2 separate regions of the Mus musculus genome follow, and region 1 is linked to region 2. The links are chromatin contacts, called in public HiChIP or PLAC-seq maps. All regions are on one chromosome and are shown on one strand. Each heading gives the region's core, a stretch centred on a gene start, on an enhancer-like site or on the middle of the called end of the contact. The rest is flanking DNA. Distances are from core to core; before and after follow the strand shown. Region 1 holds the start of Cep112 (centrosomal protein 112). Region 2 overlaps Prkca (protein kinase C, alpha).

What was found. HiChIP or PLAC-seq counts read pairs in DNA pulled down with a chosen protein or histone mark.
Region 1: a contact with region 2 is called in a FOXA1 HiChIP or PLAC-seq map of pancreatic cancer cells. The contact joins the promoter of Cep112 here to the enhancer-like site in region 2. A contact is called at or near these places in 4 of 39 promoter capture datasets (hippocampal neurons, liver and pre-B cells), 1 of 484 Hi-C or Micro-C datasets (embryonic somatosensory cortex), 5 of 115 datasets of contacts at active chromatin or transcription factors (cardiomyocytes, embryonic stem cells, large pre-B cells and 2 more) and 2 of 9 other capture datasets (embryonic stem cells and liver).

The regions. Positions count from the first base shown.
Region 1 is chr11:108,421,904-108,427,246 of GRCm38.p6, forward strand. Cep112 (centrosomal protein 112) reads left to right here and starts at 3,363. Exons shown (of 27, transcript NM_001373899.1): 1 at 3,363-3,448.
Region 2 is chr11:108,146,946-108,152,656 of GRCm38.p6, forward strand. The region is part of intron 3 of Prkca (protein kinase C, alpha); the gene reads right to left. Among named protein-coding and RNA genes, the nearest start is that of Gm11655, 23 kb to the right of the region's middle. Within about 2 kb of position 3,651, at least 122 of the 459 cell types and tissues checked have an H3K27ac peak or open chromatin away from gene starts, as enhancers often do. A contact at or near this core is called in hippocampal neurons, pancreatic cancer cells and stem cell-derived neural progenitor cells, where this site is marked.

The DNA.
Region 1 (5,343 bases), core at 2,113-4,612, 270 kb after region 2:
GAGACTACAACAGAGATTTTTATCACTGGAATATTATAAGAACCAGAATTAGTAACTACAGGAGAAGATTGATCAAATTATGTTATATCCATATGATGGGATAATAAGGTCATGTTTAAAAATGATTGTGTAACACATAGATAGAGGATTTGAACACACACACACACACACACACATATATATATAAATGTATACATGTTAGGCCTGGCTATTTTTTAATGGTCAAATTAGGTTAATTTTCTTCTTTAAACATCTCAGTATTTTCCAGATTACCTACAATAGCATGGATACAGAGTCTGAGAAAAGAGACAACTGAAAATTCCTAGCTTACTAAGCTAAACCTCCATTTCTGTTAATAGCTAATTTTGATTATTCCTGGTAAGAGTGGAAGTAACTGGTGGTTCACTACAGCGATTCAAAGTCTGTAACATTTATTTTCGAGTCTTATATTTTTCAGGGTGTTCATCACTCACATCCCTTCAAATGACTCGACAAACTCATGTTGAAATTTTTGAATCCTTGGCCTCGAAATACTGAAGAAAAGAAAAATGTGCTATCATAATTCTGGTCTACATTCATATTTTCCGAGAGTTATTTTTGGAGAGATTTGAGGGTAGATATTGAGGGAGTAAAATTCCTTCCCTCATTTCCTCTGCAATGAAATTGACTTAATCACATTTTTCCTTTGTTCCTCCCCCTCTGAGGAAAATATGTGATGTGACTGCCCGTGTGTATGCATGTGTGTGTGTGTGCCCAAGGGCTGATATGGGGGTCTTTCTTGATCACTCTCTCCCTTATTCAGAGAGGCAGGCTGTCTCATTTGAACTGAGAGCTCATCTATACTGCTTGTATAACTAGCCATTTTTCTATGGGGACACTACCTTCTGAGCACTGGAACTATGGTTAGGAACTACACCCACCTGGCAGGGGAACTGAACTCTGGTCCTCACACCCGAGCAAATACTCAGTTACCCACTGAGCTATCTCTGAGGCTGAGTTTTGCAATGTCTACAAACCACGTGCATTTATTGGTACTGCATGATGCATGATGCATGCAACGTGGATTGAGAAAATTCACACACACACACACACACACACACACACACACACTGCTTTATGTACTTATCCATTCTACAAGGTGAACATTATAGCAATCTACCCTGAGAGGAATTTTCAAGAAAACAATATACAACTCTCTCCTTCAGCCAAGCAAGATGCTCCAAGTAAGCATGTCTAGGGGGAAAAGATGGCCCTGGTCCCATCACTGTGAAGTAGGAGGGAAAGGAAAGTGGCGAATTCCCTGAGAAAAGACCGAAGAAGCTCAGCCCCAGCCCAAATGGGTGGCCTGATCCACCCAGCTGCAACAGCAAAAAAAAAAACGATCCTCTATAAGCAACCCAAAGTACCTCATGCCATTAACCAGTTCTCTGAGGCCCTGGGCTGCCGAACAGCTACCCAGCTTCTTAAGGCTACCCACACGTGTAGGGCAGAGATGAAGCAGAAGAAGCAGCGAAGGCTGCCAGCGGCCAGTGCTGCGAAGAAAGCTGTTGGCAGAGGAGACCACCTGCTCTTCTAGCAGGAGCCAAAAAGGTAGAGAATAAGAAAGCTCCACTCTTGGTGATTGCACACAATGTAGATGCTACTGAGCTGTTGGTTGTCCTGCCTGCCCTGTGTCACAAGGTGGGGATTCCGTGCAGCAGCATCAAAGAGAAGGCCAAGCTGGGGTGGCTGGCCCACAGCAAGGCACGCACCACTGTGGCCTGCACCCAGATTAACTCGTGAGACAAAAGATAAGCTGGTAGAAGCTATCAGGACCAATGACAAAGCCAGGTACAAGGAGATCTGCCACCACTGGGTGACCTATGGTTCCCATTTTCAAGCTGGAAAAGAACTTGCCACTGAACTAGGTTAATTGTACACTGCTAAGTTTTCTGTCCATAAATATAGATTTAAAGTCATCCTTCAAAATGTACAATATAGTTATGGCCCATAGTCACCACGTTGAATGGTGACTTTAGTCCTCTTGAATTTCTTTCTTCTACTTGGAAGTCTGTATCCTTTGATCAGTAAGTGCACCTCTTCCAAGTGGTCTCTGACTCGTCTCATTTCTGCATACGTGGGTTTTACAATCTGATTCTTAGTACCAACGATCTGGATTGTGGGACAATCGCTCAGCTGCGAGTGTGCTCAAATAATGCTTTTGGAAACCAAATATTCTTGAAAGCATTCTTTCTTCTGTAGTACAAATTGCCTCTGAAATAATGAACAATTGCTGTCTCTTCCAGGGAGGTGGATTCCAAAGTGCACCTTGAAAGAACGTAGTCTTCTTCTGGAAGCTGAAAACAGCTAATTGCAAACAAGCGACTCCTCTACTTTCCTTATGTAAACTTGAAAAGATGCTTCAAGCTGTGCTTCAATTGAGGTTTGGCACCACACTGAGTGCATCGCAAAGACTCTGCAGAGGGATTCTATTGTGAACTTAGGTGAAAAGCAGCGGCACACTGCATTTCATTGAAGGGAGTGTTTTTTACAATTTAAATTTTGTTTCTGTTGGTATTTTAAATTATCCAGTTCAGAGCTTCCAGAAACGTAAAAGATCAAAGAACACCAGTACACAGCAAAGTTGACCGCCCGAGGTCCACCAGACTTCCTGGGAAGCGCAAAAATACATTTTCTCCCCTACTTGATGGTACTATTCTGTACAGAGTGTTAAACAGAAAGCTTTTAAATTTCAGTTCAGGATCTTGCAGGGTTAGTGTTTTCAGACTTATGATGGTTCTAAATAACAAATGTAAATATCCTGCTCGTTGTTTTGAATAATTCACCTCTGGAGTGTGAACTAACAAGGGTAAATTTTCATGCTTCGGACTTACTCAACGGTGATGTCTGTTCAAACGACAGGCTTTTCTGCCAATTACTGTCCAGTAGTTCCATCACTTTTGAGTTTTTCTTGTTCTTTCTCCTCAATCTTTAAAGTGCTCACAAGCGACTGAGTAAGAAGTCAGGAAGATGCAGCATCCACTGTATAGTCCAGGGATCACAGAAGATTAAGCCTGGAAACTAACCGTTCTGGGGAGATGGGCTAAAACCACGAGCTCGGCGCCTGCGCAGTAGACTAGACAGTTACCATAGCAACGGAGCTGCTTGCTGGCGCCATTTCTCGGAGGGTGGGGAAACAGTGAGGAGGGAAGTCTCCGCCCTTAGCATGCGAACTGCCCGAAGGGCGGAAATTCCCGCCCCCTCGGACTTGAGGAGCAGTGACAGACCTAACCCGGAGCGTCGCCATGGCAACAGAGTTGAATGCCAGCCGCAGCTCGAGGGGGCGGGACAGGCGAGTTTGCTAGTCCCGCCCCCGGTTTGCTGGACGGCCCGCAAGGATTTGAAACCGTTTGGCTGTGGCGGCTGGGCGTCGGCGGCCGAGTGGACGGCTTGCTTGTTGGGGCGCCAGGTTCTCTCTCTCTTGTTTCTCCCATCGACAATCCCCACCCGCCTCCTACTCCCAGGTTCTGAGTGGAATTTTGCGCGGGATGGAGCCCCCGCGCGTGCGGGTTGGCCCGGGGAGGGGCGTCGCCCGCAGGCCCGGGACCCGCGCTTGCGGCCTGTGTGGCGCGCGCGCCGGCGGGGTCAGCAGCCGAGCGACGGCCAGGGAAAAGTTCTCAGGAAAGTTTGGGCAGGCGGCATGGCGGGACCCAGAACCCCGAGGTAGGGGGCTTGCGGTTGTGAGAAGAGGTCTGTGTCCTGGAGCAGGTAGGAGAGCGGCCCGGGCCTGGGTGGGCCACACAGGCGCCGCTCCCGGTGCCCACTCGGGCGGAGGAAGTGACCGCCAGGAACCGGACCGCTGCAGTTCTTAGGTGCTGTCAGATCAGTCAGAGGAGGAGAATCAGACTGCAGGCCGACTCCGAGAAAGTCCTGATGAACAGTGAACTTGCAAGGACCCAGACTGGAGTCCCTGCCCTTTGGGGACCCAGCCTGGAGTCCTTGCCCTTTGTGGGGACATAGAGTGTAGTGATCCAGAGAGCAAATAAATAGGACCGCTGACCTTTGTTTCATCTTCGAGACAGAGTGGAATTCACAGAGATCCACCTGCCTCTGCCTCCTGAGTACCCCCCCCCCCATCAGTATGCTGGTATTTTTATGATTTGCATTTCCTATTTAAAGATACATGAAAGTAAGATAGAAAAGGCAATCAAAATGCCAGTGAACCTCATTACACAGCGACCACCTCTCCAATGCCCAGCAAAGCGGAGAGGAGGATAATTGTGCAGTATTCAGGTCCAGGATTGTCTCTTGGATTTGGGTCAGGTCCTGCACACTGTTAAGCCCCAGCTTCAGGCCTGTAAAGGACAATGGGAACTGTTCCTGTCAAGTTAGGTGCATTTGATGACATGCCGGGATACAGTTATGACACTCATAGTCTTGACCTCAGATATTTTCAGGAACTGTCCAACTTGTTTTAAAGAGAGTCTCTCACTTGGACCTGGGCTCCCTGATTAAGCTTAGCTGGCAGCCCAGTGTCTTCTGGGAAGGCTTCTGTCCCCCCTTCCTTCAAAAAAGGCAAAACAACCAAAACCCCCAAATGTGCCCGGGTAACCCTTGTTGATTTGTTGGCGTTTCAGGGCTTCTGTGTTATTCTTCACAATATACTCAACATATAATCTGATGGAACAAAAAGCATTTACACAACTTTCAGGAATAGATTGCGCTTGGCGAGGGGCATGCTCTGCATATGAAGTGTGTCTCTCCTTTTTAAGGATGTTACTATTGCTGGCTTGCTTGAGGTTTGCTGACTTCTGTGGCAGCCAGGAACCCTAAGAAGGTCTTAGCCCATTTCATATTTCATAGCTGTCCACAAAGAAATGGATTTTTTTTAAAGGCGAGACTAATGAGTTAAATAAAAGGCAGTATAAATACAGAATATAACTAAAAGGAGAGCCACCCAACTTCTTTTATTCCTTCTGAGGAATTCCTTTTTATTCCTTTTGTATATGCAATAGTCACATTGTAGTCGGTATCAGTGAAAGGCATACTATGAGTAATTTAATCCTAAGCCAGAATAGAGCTTTACTTATTTTACAGTTTTTTTTTAAATGGTTTTTCTCCATAGCTCTGGCTGTTCTGGAATTCACATTATGTAGACCAGGCTGGCCATGAACTCACAGACATACCTGCTTCTGCCTCCCAAGAGTCAGCACACACCACAGTGCCAGGCTTTTATTTTTCTATCTTGATACCTTAAATTCAAAGATCTGAGGAATAGTATAAAAACCTTTTCAACAGCTAGACATAATTTATGTGCACAATGTAATTTGTGTAGCAGGAATTCCTTCAAAAATTGAGATGTTA
Region 2 (5,711 bases), core at 2,401-4,900:
AGGACGAGAAGTTCAAGTTTGCCCTCCACAACATGAAAGTGCAAGGCCATACTGACTATCTTTGACCTATCTCAAAAAAAAAAAAAAAAAATCAATCTTTCAACGCTACTCACAAAAGGTTACACATATACAGTAGCAATGACCTGCCAAGCTCAATGTGCAATCAGCCTATAAAGCAAAGGGTATGCACTGACAATGCCATTACTTAATCCATTACTAAATGGCTCGATGATAGTTTTTCAAGGGAAACAAACGCATTTAACGCTGCATGGCTCCACCCTGCAATCCATTCACCCCCTTCAGCCTTCAACCCCTGCCGTGCCTCATCAGTGGAATTCTAGTCAATTATCGATATCCCACACCTCCAGAGTGGCACCTCTACCCACCGGCAGGCTCTGTGTGCCTCTCTTGGCTCATTAGTCTCTCTCTCTCTCTCTTTCTTTGGTTTTTCGAGACAGGGTTTCTCTGTATAGCCCTGGCTGTTCTGGAACTCACTTTGTAGACCAGGCTGGCCTCAAACTCAGAACTCAGAAACCCGCCTGTCTCTGCCTCCCGAGTGCTGGGATTAAAGGCGTGCGCCACCACGCCCGGCTCCATTAGTATCTCTTGATCCAAGTCTTGTAGCGGGGTCTTCAGCGCTGTTGTGTTTTCCAGGATGTCTTTGGGGCAAAGCAATCCCTCTCTGCTCTCACCTCCATGGTAACAGTGTGTGCTCTGAGAGATGCATCTTGGATGATTTCCTCCTTACACGGACGACACCACAGGAAATATTTATATAAACCTACCCACTACGTACCTTGGCTGTGTGGTGCAGCCCATTCCTCCTAATCCAGAATAAACAAGACAACACAAGATCAAGTTTATAACAAGAATGTCTGTCTATCAAATGTCATAAATGTATGGTGCATATACACACTAACATGCTTTTATACATATACATACATATATATATATATATATATATATATATATATATATATAAAGGCATTACATTCTAAAATGATAGTAAGTGTAGTGAATACAGAATGTAGGCCCACATCTGTTTATCATGATGTCATTTTAGATACATGCTATTCTTTATTTAATAGGGCTGATGAAACATGTTTACAAAGTGCCATCCCAAACCAGTGATTGATGTGTTCTGGCTTTAACCTTATTAGGTGAGAGTTTTTAGTCCCATTACCATCTCCTGGTTCGCATCGCATCCACATATACAGTTTGTCCTGGGCTGAAGCACGCGGGGGGGGGGGGGGGAGCTGCTTTTGGTACCATTATATGTGACCTCTAGATTTTGCCCATGATTTCCTATCTGCCCATCTCTCTCTGTGCTGGGAACCTCCTTAGGCCACACTGTACCACCACACACCCACAGAAGCCCATCCTAAGCTTGCACAGGATGATGCTATTTAAATATAACCCGAGGGAAATGAACTACAAACCACATCATGAAAATCCTAGGCATTAAGAAAAGCAACCAAAAAAAAAAAAAATCCTATTTTTAACATTGTCTTACACAGAACACTTCCTTACGGCTATCTGTAATAATTTTAAGTTTAGGAGAAAATGTTTGAGCTTAGCCTGCTCTGCACAAACTCCTTAAATGTTAGCTAGTAAGTTTTAAGAGCATGAAATGACTCCCCCCACCCCCCGTGGCTTTATATAGAACCATAATAATTGTAACATGAGCTCAGTGCCTCTGTGAATGCCTGTCACCAGCCCCTGCTGTGGGATTCCACCCTGTGGCTTATTATCAGCCGCACACAGAACAAATGTGGTCAATCTATCTTTGAAAATCTGCTTGCTGTGGGGGCCTAGGAGCGTTTTTAGGGTCTTATCTGCACTCAGGACTCTGGTTGTTAAGTGAAAATTGAGAAGCAGGGCTTCATATTCTAAACAATGTCACTGTACATTTTATAGAGCTTGTGACATTCCGCAACTTCCAGGACACTGTTCTGTATCCGTGACACTAAGGAGAAGTGTTTTTATTTAATTTTCCTTGGTACACCCAGTCACTTTAGAAGAACCTGGGTGGCTTTTCCTAGTGGTGGCCACATGGACTTGGTGTACTTCCCCAGAGCAGTAAGAAGCGGCTTGGGAGCTCAGCTCTGAGCAGGCTGTGTAATTTCTTCTCTTGGCTGTAACAGTCATCTGCCTTCTCTGGGGCTATCTTGGTTTGGAAGATGGAAGGTATTTATTTTTCTTCCACATCCAGATCTAGAAGGAAAAAAACTAGCTTTGGATCCCAGCCAACTGTTCTTTGTTTCAAAAATCAATATACGCCTTGGAGGAAACAATATTAGCAAGGGGCCACACCCCCTGAAGCTCCTGGCATAGTAGCCGGTCTAAGAAGCCTGGAGATGAGCCTGCAGAGGGGAGCTGGAGGAGCATACTCTACGAACCTCCATGACTGCAATCTGCAGCCGACTTTGCTTATCTCATCGGTGGGAAAACAGCATGCGGCAGATTAGAACCTAGCTCTAAAAGCCACTCTCTGCACCATTCTTTATCAAACTTCCTTACTTGAGCCACTGCAAAGATGACAGTCATTGCACAGTCTCTGATAAACTCCCACCATCCCCTGCAACTAGCGTTGCAATGACCGGTGAACTCAATCGAGAACAAGTAAGAACATCTGCTTCTTATGTTGTTGTTTCTACAACCCAAAGCTATCATATCAATCGACCCTTTTGGTATTCCCAATGTGACAAGTATTTAAATGCATCTAAACCTGCAGTACATCAGCAAGATGGTTTTAGGAATTGGAATTTCTGTTGCAATTCATAAATAATCAAGTAAAATTCTAATTATTTTCAAAAGAAGAAGAAAAAGAAGAAGAAGGAGGAGGAGGCGGAGAAGGAGGAAGAGGAGGAGGAAGAAGAAGAGGAAGAGGAAGAGGAAGAGGAAGAGGAAGAAGAAGAAGAAGAAGAAGAAGAAGAAGAAGAAGAAGAAGAAGAAGAAGAAGAAGAAGAAGAAGAAGAAGAAGATCTGCTTCTTATGTTGGTAGGAGTCCCATAGACACCTGTACACACCTTGCCCATGTGGTCACTCAACACATGGGTTGTCCTTTTCTTAACCAGGAAAAGAGATTCGGGAGGGACAGAGAAATGCACTACACCCAAGAAGTGTCAAGTCTAGAGGTCCAACCAGAAGGACATTGATGACCTTTCACCACACACCTGCATGTAAATCATAGTCAATCTCCACACCACGGGAGGTTTGGGGTCTCTCCAGCAGATGAGGATGCAGAGGAGTAAGGGACCCGAAGCTAGAGCAGCTGAGAAGGTCACACACAGTCTAACCCCCTGTTCCATCCCAGTGTCAGCCATCTGCAAATGCCAGACTCCTACTTTCCCGCGCCACCAGCCTTGCACTACATAGCTGCAGACAGCAGAGAACTTTGTCATTGGCTGCTTGACACTGAAGAAGCCCCACTAACTGCTGCCAGCTACCCAATCCACTGCCCGCCTGGGGCTATTATAACATGGTCCACTATTCTGGGAGGACCTCCATCTCTGGCTGATTCATTCCTCCTCCACTGAGCAAAACCCTAGCGGCACGGCTGTCTTGTTCTAGCCTTCCTTCCACACCGGCCCAACCCGAGCCGGGTTTTGCAGAAAGCTGCCTCCCTGTCCGCCTCCTCACCGCTGCCAGGGCTCCTGACTGGGCTGAACAGCTCCTGGTGAATGTTACCCTTTGTCTCTGGAGCCCAGGGCTGGCTCTGATGGCTGGAAAGCTTGAACAACAATGATGAATCAGAGTATTTATTTTTGAGGTTTTTCTCCAAGCTGCCTCTTCATCAGGCCTTAAATAGCAGCATTCAAGCTGCCACAGATACTTCCAAAAGTTTGCTGGCCTGGAATTCCCAGGAGGGAAGAACTTCGTCTTCCTGGCAACAAACTGGAGCTCAGTGATGCCCTGACTGAAAGAGGGGCACAAGCTGGGTTTCTCAAGAGATGGCAGCCTTACCTGATTAAATTGATTATGCCATTTTCCCTGTTCCTGAGCACCCTCCCCCCACCCCTCACCCTTGCAGGAGAAATGGCGTATTTCTGTTTCCAAGTGTGGTGGCCTTTTCAAAACCTGTTTTCTGCATTTCACTCTTTCTTAATTGGTGCCACCTAGAGCCAGGTCTGGTCTGTTCCACCCAGGGCCAGGAAACTCAGCTTTCACATAAAGAATGATCCACACACAGTGTAGTTCTCTGATGTTAAAAAACAAACAAACAAAACAAACAAACAAAAAAATCAAACAAAAAGAAAAACAAAAAAACTTCATTTGAAAGTTAACAGTTCTTGTTAAGATCGAACGGTTCCATGAAACCACGGAAAAGAACCCCAAGAAGCATTTGCTTTTCTTGTTACATCGTTTGGCCCCCTCAGTCGGAACAGAAAGGTACTTCGCGCCTGAAGCATGTGTTTGACATCACAGATATGCCTGCCCAGGTAGCCGCTTTCCAGGAGGGAAAGAAGTCTGAACAGACAAAACAAACAGGAAATGAGAGCAGAGGGTCATAAAACAGACCCAAACCCAGTGAAAGTGTGAAGATGGAAGATGTGGTGCAGAAACACAGTGACACAGTGACGCAGTGACGGGAGATACTCAGCTCCGGAGACACCATCCTAGTGCGTCTGCCTGTGAACAGAGACATGCTGAAGCGGTCAGAAGGGAGGGTACTGTTCTTTTCATGACAGTCTAGATGATAAGAGGGTTTAACTGCTGCTATGATTGTGTGCCAATGAGGGCCTTGGTGTGGGCCCTGGAGAGAGCCTGGTCTCCACAGGAGGGCACACTGGCCTTCCCTGAAAATGCCCTGAAGTCCATTAAGCATGCCACGCTGTCAGGTAATTTGCTCATTGGAATGCTTCCTGACTAAAGGCAGACTTCTCTCACACTGGCACCCATTCCACCTAGCAAAGCGGCCTTGAAGTCTCACGTGCTCATAACTGCAAACAGAGCATAGACCGGCCACCAGCACACTAACACATAAAGATGGAGATGGCCACCCCTCCCTCTCACTGGAGAGCTCTTCCGATGCTGTAGGTTCACTCTTGTTTATCCGTGAGCCCACCCAGGGATTAGCAAGTCTCCCATCTTGAGGAATATAAAACCAAGGCCTAGCACCTCTGAGAGATTCACAGCTGTGAGTGTGAGCAATGAACCTGGTCCTTTACCCTGGTTACACGCTTCCCAAGGGGTCGGCTCTGGAATCTCACTGTTCCGTTGCATCAAAACGATGCAGAGGAGGCATGCAGGGTTCAATTTCAGTACACACATTGAGCTTCAGAAGTAGGAAAGGGGAGAACACTTTAGCAAGGGTCAGGAAAATGACCAGACTATACTGCAGCAGTAAGGAGGAGAGAGGGTCTGTCTGTCTGTCTGTCTGTCTGTCTGTCTGTCTCTCTCTCACACACACACACACACACACACACACACACACACACACACACTTCATCAGAACTGGGTTATATGATTCATGGCACGCCACACAGTACGCAAGTAGCATCTGGGTCATAGAGAAAAGCTGTCAGCACCGAGTCTTCCCAGGGATGTTAATTTTTAAGAGGTCCCGTGCATATGTAATTTTAAAATCTCAGCTCCAGACCTGATAAAAGCAGAGGCTGGGCTTGGCGTTGAACAGTTCTGTCTCTTAACACCGCTGCTAATGACTAACCTTGCTGCAGCAGCAGACCCACAAGCTTAGTGTTTGTTTC